2 separate regions of the Zea mays genome follow, and region 2 is linked to region 1. The links are chromatin contacts, called in public HiChIP or PLAC-seq maps. All regions are on one chromosome and are shown on one strand. The core of a region is the stretch at or near the end of the contact, and the rest is flanking DNA. Distances in the headings are between cores, read along the strand shown. Region 1 holds the start of LOC100272511. Region 2 has its middle 4.5 kb from the start of LOC111589414.

Region 1 (3,690 bases), core at 570-3,069:
ACACACAGTGGTGGAGCTCCGTAAAAATAACGTCTCGGGCCACTCTACAAATATAACGATGTACTACTCGTTTTTTAATTTTTCGCACTTTAGGGTAGAAACATTTAAAACAATTCAGTGGAACTGTGACAGATAGGAAAAGTGAATCAGACATTTGGGAACAATTACTCACAATAGAGGAGAATCACGGGCACATAGCAGCAGACAGTCAACATTCAGCACACAACGATCGCCGCTCAGGTGGTCGCTGCCCATTGGCCAGGGAGGCGCTCCGCCCTCGCCTATGAATAAGAAAAGAAAGGGAATCAGGTTGGGGAAGTTGTATAGTTTGGGAGAAGATGTAATGGCAAGGGCGGATTTGGGCGGTGGCGCGGCGCTAGTGCAGGCCGCGCGCGTCATTGCTATAGGGTCGAAGGGACGCTGGAGGCAGGCCGACGGAGGTGGAGGTCGGACTGGCGGTGGCGGATGCCTGAGTCAGAGCCCGCCCGGCCAACTCAGAGGTTGCTGCCTTGTGCCATTACCGGATTCGTAGAGCCTGAAGGTGTGGAGAGCGATGGAGGACTGAATAGAGACGGCGTGCCGATGGCAAATGTAGGAAACACAGCCACGCATGTTTGCGAAATAATTGTAAGAGCCTATGTTTTAGTGACTTGAGCGACTGAGTGAGGCTGCCAGCGCCTGGCTCGATCGGTGCAAGCAGGAGATCTTTTAGACCACATTTTTAGGCTGAAATATATTTTAGACTAATTTTTTGATTGAAAAAGACCTATATATAAAAGGATTTTTAGGCTCGTCCCGGGCCACGGCCCAGGTGGCCCGGGGGCCGGGGCCGAAATTCGCCCCTCCTCACACATGTTGTTCTTGACTGTTGTAACTCTAATTCATATGGACAAAACACTCTGGAGTAGAAGCCTGTACGGAATAAAGCAAACCAATATGGTGACGGTTCCACCCCTCGAATTCAATCGCCGCAATCCGCATGCAATCGTGTGCCGCGTTTACAAATGTGAGCCAGACCGCCCTAGCCCATGGCCTCCCATGATTCAGTTCATGTGCTTGAAACGGCGTGCGTCGGTTCACGCACGCTGTAAGGAGTTTGGAGATCGAATGGACATTCCACATGATGACCCGGTCCGTTTCCAGTCATGGTTTGCTTGCTTGTCCAGGAGACCAGACCACAAATGCGCGAGCTTTCTACACAGGGGCGAGCAGCGTGTGCTCTTCATCAGTCCAGCTGGACCCCGTCGCGGCAACTTTGGCTTCATGCATGCACTGGGCGCCCCCCATCTGTTTGGATCGCAGAAAATTTCGCTGGCCCCTAATAAAATATATAAAAAAGTGTTATTCCAGTACCTCGTCAGGTCCTTTCATAATTAATAAAAAAGAAAACAAACATTACTAGTAGTATTGGCACGCACTGTCTGAAACCGAGTAAAGTCTGTGGGCCAGTTGATGAACCAGCAGGAGGCTGTTGGACTGGCATCTGATCTGATGATGATTGATCATCTCGAGATGGATGAATGAATGAATTCATTCAAACAGACACGACCGTCAAAAACGGAACGGAGTAACCACCACCGCGCGTTGCCCGGCCTCACCCCACCGACAGCCCGGCAGGCTGGGCCCCGCGGGTCATGCTCTCCCGAACCCGATGGTGGTGGGAGTAGGTACTCGCTGTCCCGTGTGCCGCGCAGCTGTTCGCTGTTCGCGCGGGCGCGGCGGATCCGGTGGTGGGGTCGCGCTCCCACACTGGGGCCTGACTGTGGTGCTGTGCTACTGCAGCTGCAGCGGGGAGAGCGGCCCACTCATCAGTCATCACCACAACAAGGTAGAGGCGTCCGAGGCCTCGCCATAATTCCAACCCACTGTGTGTGCCGCTGTAGCAGCGCAGCGCAGCGCGCGCGCCACCACCGTCAACCTCCTGATCTCCCCGCCTCGCCGCCGTCGATTCTTCGCCGTCTTCCTGGGGCTCGGGGGCAGCCGGAGCAAGCTTGGGGGGGTGGTGTCCTCGGACCGACGACAGAGTCGTTGCCCGCGAAGATGCCGGCCCTGGTGTACATTCCTACTCCGCTTTGCCCGGTGCCAGAGCGTTTCTCCCGGAGTAGCGGTTGCGCCGCCTCATGATCTGCCAATTGGAACCCCTGGGCGTGCGCAGAGGAGGTATCGCTCGCTCCTGCTGTCTGTGTCCGTTTCGTTTCAATCGCGTGCTTTTCGTTCAGTTCCGTTTTGTGGGGGTTGCGTGGGGTGGTTTAGTACTTGGGTTCGCGCAAATAACGGGAGACGTTGCAGGTTGCTCTGCAGCTGGACAGTGATCGCGTTTGGTGGGTGTGGCGGCGGTGGAGGAAGACGACACGACGAAGACGAGGAGGTCAGGAGGCCATGAAGGAGGCGGGCGAGGAGAGGTGCCTTGACCCGCAGCTGTGGCACGCGTGCGCCGGCGGCATGGTGCAGATGCCCCCCGTGCGCTCCCGTGTCTACTACTTCCCGCAGGGCCACGCGGAACACGCGCACGGCGGCGGCGGCGCCACGGACCTCGCCGGGGCGCGGGCGCGACCTCTCCCGCCGCTCGTGCTCTGCACCGTCGCCGGGGTGCGCTTCCTGGCCGATCCGGAGACCGACGAGGTCTTCGCCAAGATCCGCCTCGTGCCGGCCGCGCCCGGCGAGGTGGAGTTCGGAGAGCCCCGCGAGTTCGGCATCGACCCCGAGGACGCCCGGGAGAAGCTGTCCTCCTTCGCCAAGACGCTCACGCAGTCCGACGCCAACAACGGCGGCGGCTTCTCCGTGCCGCGCTACTGCGCCGAGACCATCTTCCCCAAGCTCGACTACCGGGCCGACCCGCCGGTGCAGACGGTGCTCGCCAAGGACGTGCACGGGGAGGTCTGGAAGTTCCGCCACATTTTCCGGGGCACGCCGCGCCGGCATTTGCTCACCACGGGATGGAGCGCGTTCGTCAACCAGAAGAAGCTCGTCGCCGGGGACTCCATCGTCTTCCTGCGCACCGAGCATGGCGAGCTGTGCGTCGGGATACGCCGTGCCAAGCGGGTGTCCTGTGGTGGCATGGAGTGCATCTCTGGCTGGAACGCCCCGGTGTACGGGGCCTTGTCGGCGTTCTTGAAGGACGAGGAAGGTAAGATCACTAAGGGTCCTGGTGGGTACATGAGAGGCAGGGGGAAGGTGGAGATCACGGACGTTGTTGAGGCCGCAAGCTTAGCCGCGAGCGGGCAGCCATTTGAGGTGGTGTACTACCCGAGAGCTAGCACTCCAGAGTTTGTTGTGAAGGCTGCATCGGTACAGAACGCGATGAGGAACCAGTGGTGCCCTGGGATGAGGTTCAAGATGGCATTTGAGACAGAGGATTCGTCAAGGATCAGCTGGTTTATGGGGACGATAGCTTCTGCTCAGGTTGCTGACACAATCAGATGGCCAAATTCACCGTGGAGGCTTCTTCAGGTTTTGCTTCATCCCATGTTTCCCATACCTATATGCCATACTTCATTATGAACTGATGATTGCTACTTTTAACTTCCCGTTTGGGGTTAATAATTAATAGGTGTTAGTGTTTCTGGTACCCATAAAATGCTTAATGCCCTGTGAAATTAACTGCTGTTATGGAACTGTTGGTTCAATGTTAATATGGAACATGCAGCGAAATGGCCTCTAGCCGAGTTGGTTAGGTGGTCTGAGTATCAC
Region 2 (3,690 bases), core at 401-2,900, 70 kb before region 1:
AGCCAGCTCGGCTCGGCTCGCTGCAAAAACGAGCTCGAAGAAGAGGCTCGGCTCAGCTCGTTCGAGGCTCGCGAGCCGCTCCGAGCTCGAGCCGGCTCGCGAGCCTCGAGCTAATTTTCCAGCCCTAGCCGTGCAGGCTCGGGAGGCATACGAGTTCCGGACGGCAGTTCCGAGGGCGCGCGATGCCCCCCTTCCCCCCAGGTTGGGTCAGCTCCGCACCGCTAGCTCCGGGCGACGTCACGCATTGGCTGCGCACCGAAGAAATTGCTGGAGTAAATAGGATAGGATTTTTAATATCATTCGTCGGTGCCTTGCCTGCCCACCTCGTCTCGCTTGCTGCGTGCATATGCATGCATGCTTTGCGGTCAAAACTGCCGATCCCGAGGCAATCTTTGAAACCCTGCCACTGATTTCTTCTTGTACTACTCCCCAAGTCCTCCCAGGCTACTACTCCTTAAATGAGACTAAGGCTATCTGCACCGGCGAACCTTAAATGAGACGCTACACAGATCGAGTCATACATATGCAGTAAAAATTTCCTGCAGCGGCTTACTCTATCAAATATGGATAGGCAAAGAAGGCAGGTGTTCTCGTGCGCAAAATGCATCCAGTCGATCCGTTTTATATCCAACGGTGTTATGACATTTTACAAATAAGTCCTCCTATGCTCTCCACGTTGGTGCTGTTCATTAAAAATAGAACACAGCACTGTTAGGTACTGGACGGATGGGTTGAATGTATTTTGCGTATGAGAACACATGACTTGTTTGCCTATAGGATATGCTCTCATATCCAATATATACCGTGAAGTTGAGAGAGACCACGAAAACTTTATTTGCGGCGTCCCCCTTCCGTGCTACTGGAAGCCTAGAGGTGGGAGTGTGGGACCGGATGCGAGGCTGGAGGCAATCGCGGTGGGAGGCCGGTAAGAGTGAGGTGAAATAAATAATAGAATATATGGTAGTTGGTATAAAGCAGAGATTTAAGGTAAAACTCTTACTATAATTTTATAAATAAATATTTAATTTCATGTCGGTAATCGTGCCAAAAAGAGTTTTGATCCATGTAAAACTCTTTTTTTTAACTTAAAAACATTACGTATCATCAACATTATTTTAAAAAACGCTTATGTCTATCAATTATTCGACATGAAACTCTTACTAAAAACTGACCTCACCAAATCATGACCCAACACAACACACGTACGTGACCATCCAAGTACCAACCTCCGAAACAGCGGATGATGTCGCCTTGTCTCTTCCATTCCATTCCCTCGCACATGACAGTCATGCGACGCACCGCGACGACGCCGCAGCGAACGACGCGGGCCAAAACTGGAAACGCCGGCATCGGCGGCAAACGACGGAGAGCGAAACGGACGGTCGTCCGGGGGATCCGGTCCGGCGGGCCCCGCGTCGCGTCGCGTAGCGGGACAGTGACGGGGACGGCAGCATAAATGACGCCAACTGGACACGAAAACGACTAGGATACGCATCGTCGCTACGCTATACGTACGCAAGCAGACGCTCAGCTCCGTTCCGTTCCGTTCCTTTAATTCCTTTCCTTTCCTTTCCTACACGTAGAGCGGCGTGGTGTTGGAGAACGGGGCACTGTGTGCGCGCTGTGCTGTGTCAGAGCCTCCGTTCCGGTTGTACAGTCAAAAAGGCTTGGCCGGATGCAATAGTGCGTGGATCGGTTAACAGTGGTACGGTGGACAGTAGTGTTCGTATGTCGGACGTACTAGACCGTAGGAATACAATGATAGGGTGTCCTGGTAACTTGTCAGGGTCGGCTTGGTTTGCTCCGCGCCAGAGCTGTCTCTCCCCAGACAGAGACAGCGCTCCCAGACAGGCGTCCGATTTTGATCGTCTGGGGCTAAGATATTTTGCTTAGCAGGTAAGTGACTGTGAGTCCGCAAAACAAATAACCCCTTATGTACAGTTTAGTTCACATATTTATAATGTAATAGGTAATTGATAATGTTGGTGAGTTGTTCTCAAATACTATAAGTTAAAAATAAGGCAACATAAAATATTAATGGTTAAAATTCTTCGTCCTTCGAAGCATTATCCTCTGTAAGATATAATGATCTTCAGACGAAGGTCATGAAGGACGTACATTCATCATCGTAGCATATATTAATGAAATAAGAAGCATATGAAACATGAGAAATAACATTAATCCATATGATATTGTTAATATATCTTTACTATATCATCATGAATGAACATAAAAAATATTGAATTACATCTGTACTTTCGGCTTGACAGAAGGTAAAAGTCCAAGCGTGACACACGAATGAATACAAGTCAGCGTGAACATCTATTTATAGACACAGGGCGCAGGCTGTGTAAAATTACATTCATGCCCTTTATGTTTACTATTGACTTAAGGACAATCTATCGAGGACTAGATAGCATTTTCCTCTTTAAGTCGGTTCCTTTTTTTTTTTGCTGCTGAGCCGAAGCTTCCTTGCGCGTAGCTTCGGAACCGGTTCAATATTCGTCCCGACCATGCTTTACATATTGTGTACATCTTCATTACGAGTCCGAAGGTTCCTATAAATATATCACACTTGGAAAACATTGTTAATCATGTTTTTAAGAACCTTCGGAATACGAAGGCCTCCAACAGATAACGTTAAATAATGTTTATTTTAGTATATGTTTTTATTTTAAAAGCATCTTCTGAAAATCATTAGGTCTAAAGAAAATGCTTGGAATAATTTGATTGTACGTTTGCACCATATAAATAAGTAAATAAATAATTGTACATGATGTATGTGTCCTCTGTATATACTGGAGTATCTGACAGGCGGCTACCAGAGCAGCGCACACATGAAAAAACAACCGTCACTGCCGCGCGACAGGAAAGCGTCCTTGCAGAGAACGCTACAGCGACGTCGTATCGTACGTACGTGGTCCTGGCCGGAGCCGGACACGACACGCCCGGACCACGTCCAGCTCCAGCCCCACCTCCACGTCCCGGTCCGACCGAGGGACCCAGGACCGCGAACCAGAGTATTTCTCTTCCGGATGACAGACACCCCCCGTGATCCGCAGCGGCGAAGAGCAGACGCACCGCGCGCCGCCGATCGGCCGATGCGGCCGCGCCACATCAGCACGCAAGCAAACACAGCGCCGCGGAAAGCAGCGGGACGGGGAGGCGTGGGTGGGTGGGGAATACCGCGCGCCCGTGAATTAAGGGTCGCTGTCGGCTGCCGCCGTGGGGCCACGTGCGCTTGGACGGGCCTCGGTTGTCGGGTGACGTCAGCGTAAGGTGGGTCCGGAGACTGTTCATGAGTCAAAGGAGGCTTGCCTTTTGTTCTCGCTGATACTACTGACTACTCAGGTACTCACTCCGGTGTCTGTTAGTTGTCATTGAGACAGTGATATGGTCTATACAATATATTTTTAACTAATTTTTTTATTCAATATAAACAAACTTTTAATACATTTATATTTTTATAGAAATAATTTTAAGATAAATCTGTACGTATAAACATTAGGTTTCAAAACTAAATAATAAAACAGTTATTTGTAATTAAAATTTTATTAATTTGATTCAAAACTTGTTCAAAATGACAACTAATTGGATATCAGAGGGAGTAGTTGAGACTACACGTAAGTTTGGACCGAGCTATTTGGAAAACTCGTTTTGAAAATAAAGAGTCTAAAAGCAACTCCAATA

Evidence for each region. HiChIP or PLAC-seq counts read pairs in DNA pulled down with a chosen protein or histone mark.
Region 2: a contact with region 1 is called in an H3K4me3 HiChIP or PLAC-seq map of leaf, with 7 times the contacts expected there. The contact joins the enhancer-like site here to the promoter of LOC100272511 in region 1. A contact is called at or near these places in 13 of 25 Hi-C or Micro-C datasets (bundle sheath, ear, endosperm and 4 more) and 2 of 3 datasets of contacts at active chromatin or transcription factors (leaf and seedling).

What each region holds. Positions count from the first base shown.
Region 1 is chr5:29,003,306-29,006,995 of Zm-B73-REFERENCE-NAM-5.0, reverse strand. It overlaps LOC100272511, which reads left to right and starts at 1,819. Exons shown (of 4, transcript NM_001348794.1): 1 at 1,819-2,160; 2 at 2,290-3,450. The coding sequence starts at 2,380.
Region 2 is chr5:29,073,286-29,076,975 of Zm-B73-REFERENCE-NAM-5.0, reverse strand. No RefSeq gene overlaps it. Among protein-coding and RNA genes, the nearest start is that of LOC111589414, 4.5 kb to the left of the region's middle. Within about 2 kb of position 1,650, at least 18 of the 20 cell types and tissues checked have an H3K27ac peak or open chromatin away from gene starts, as enhancers often do. A contact at or near this core is called in bundle sheath, ear, endosperm and 5 more, where this site is marked.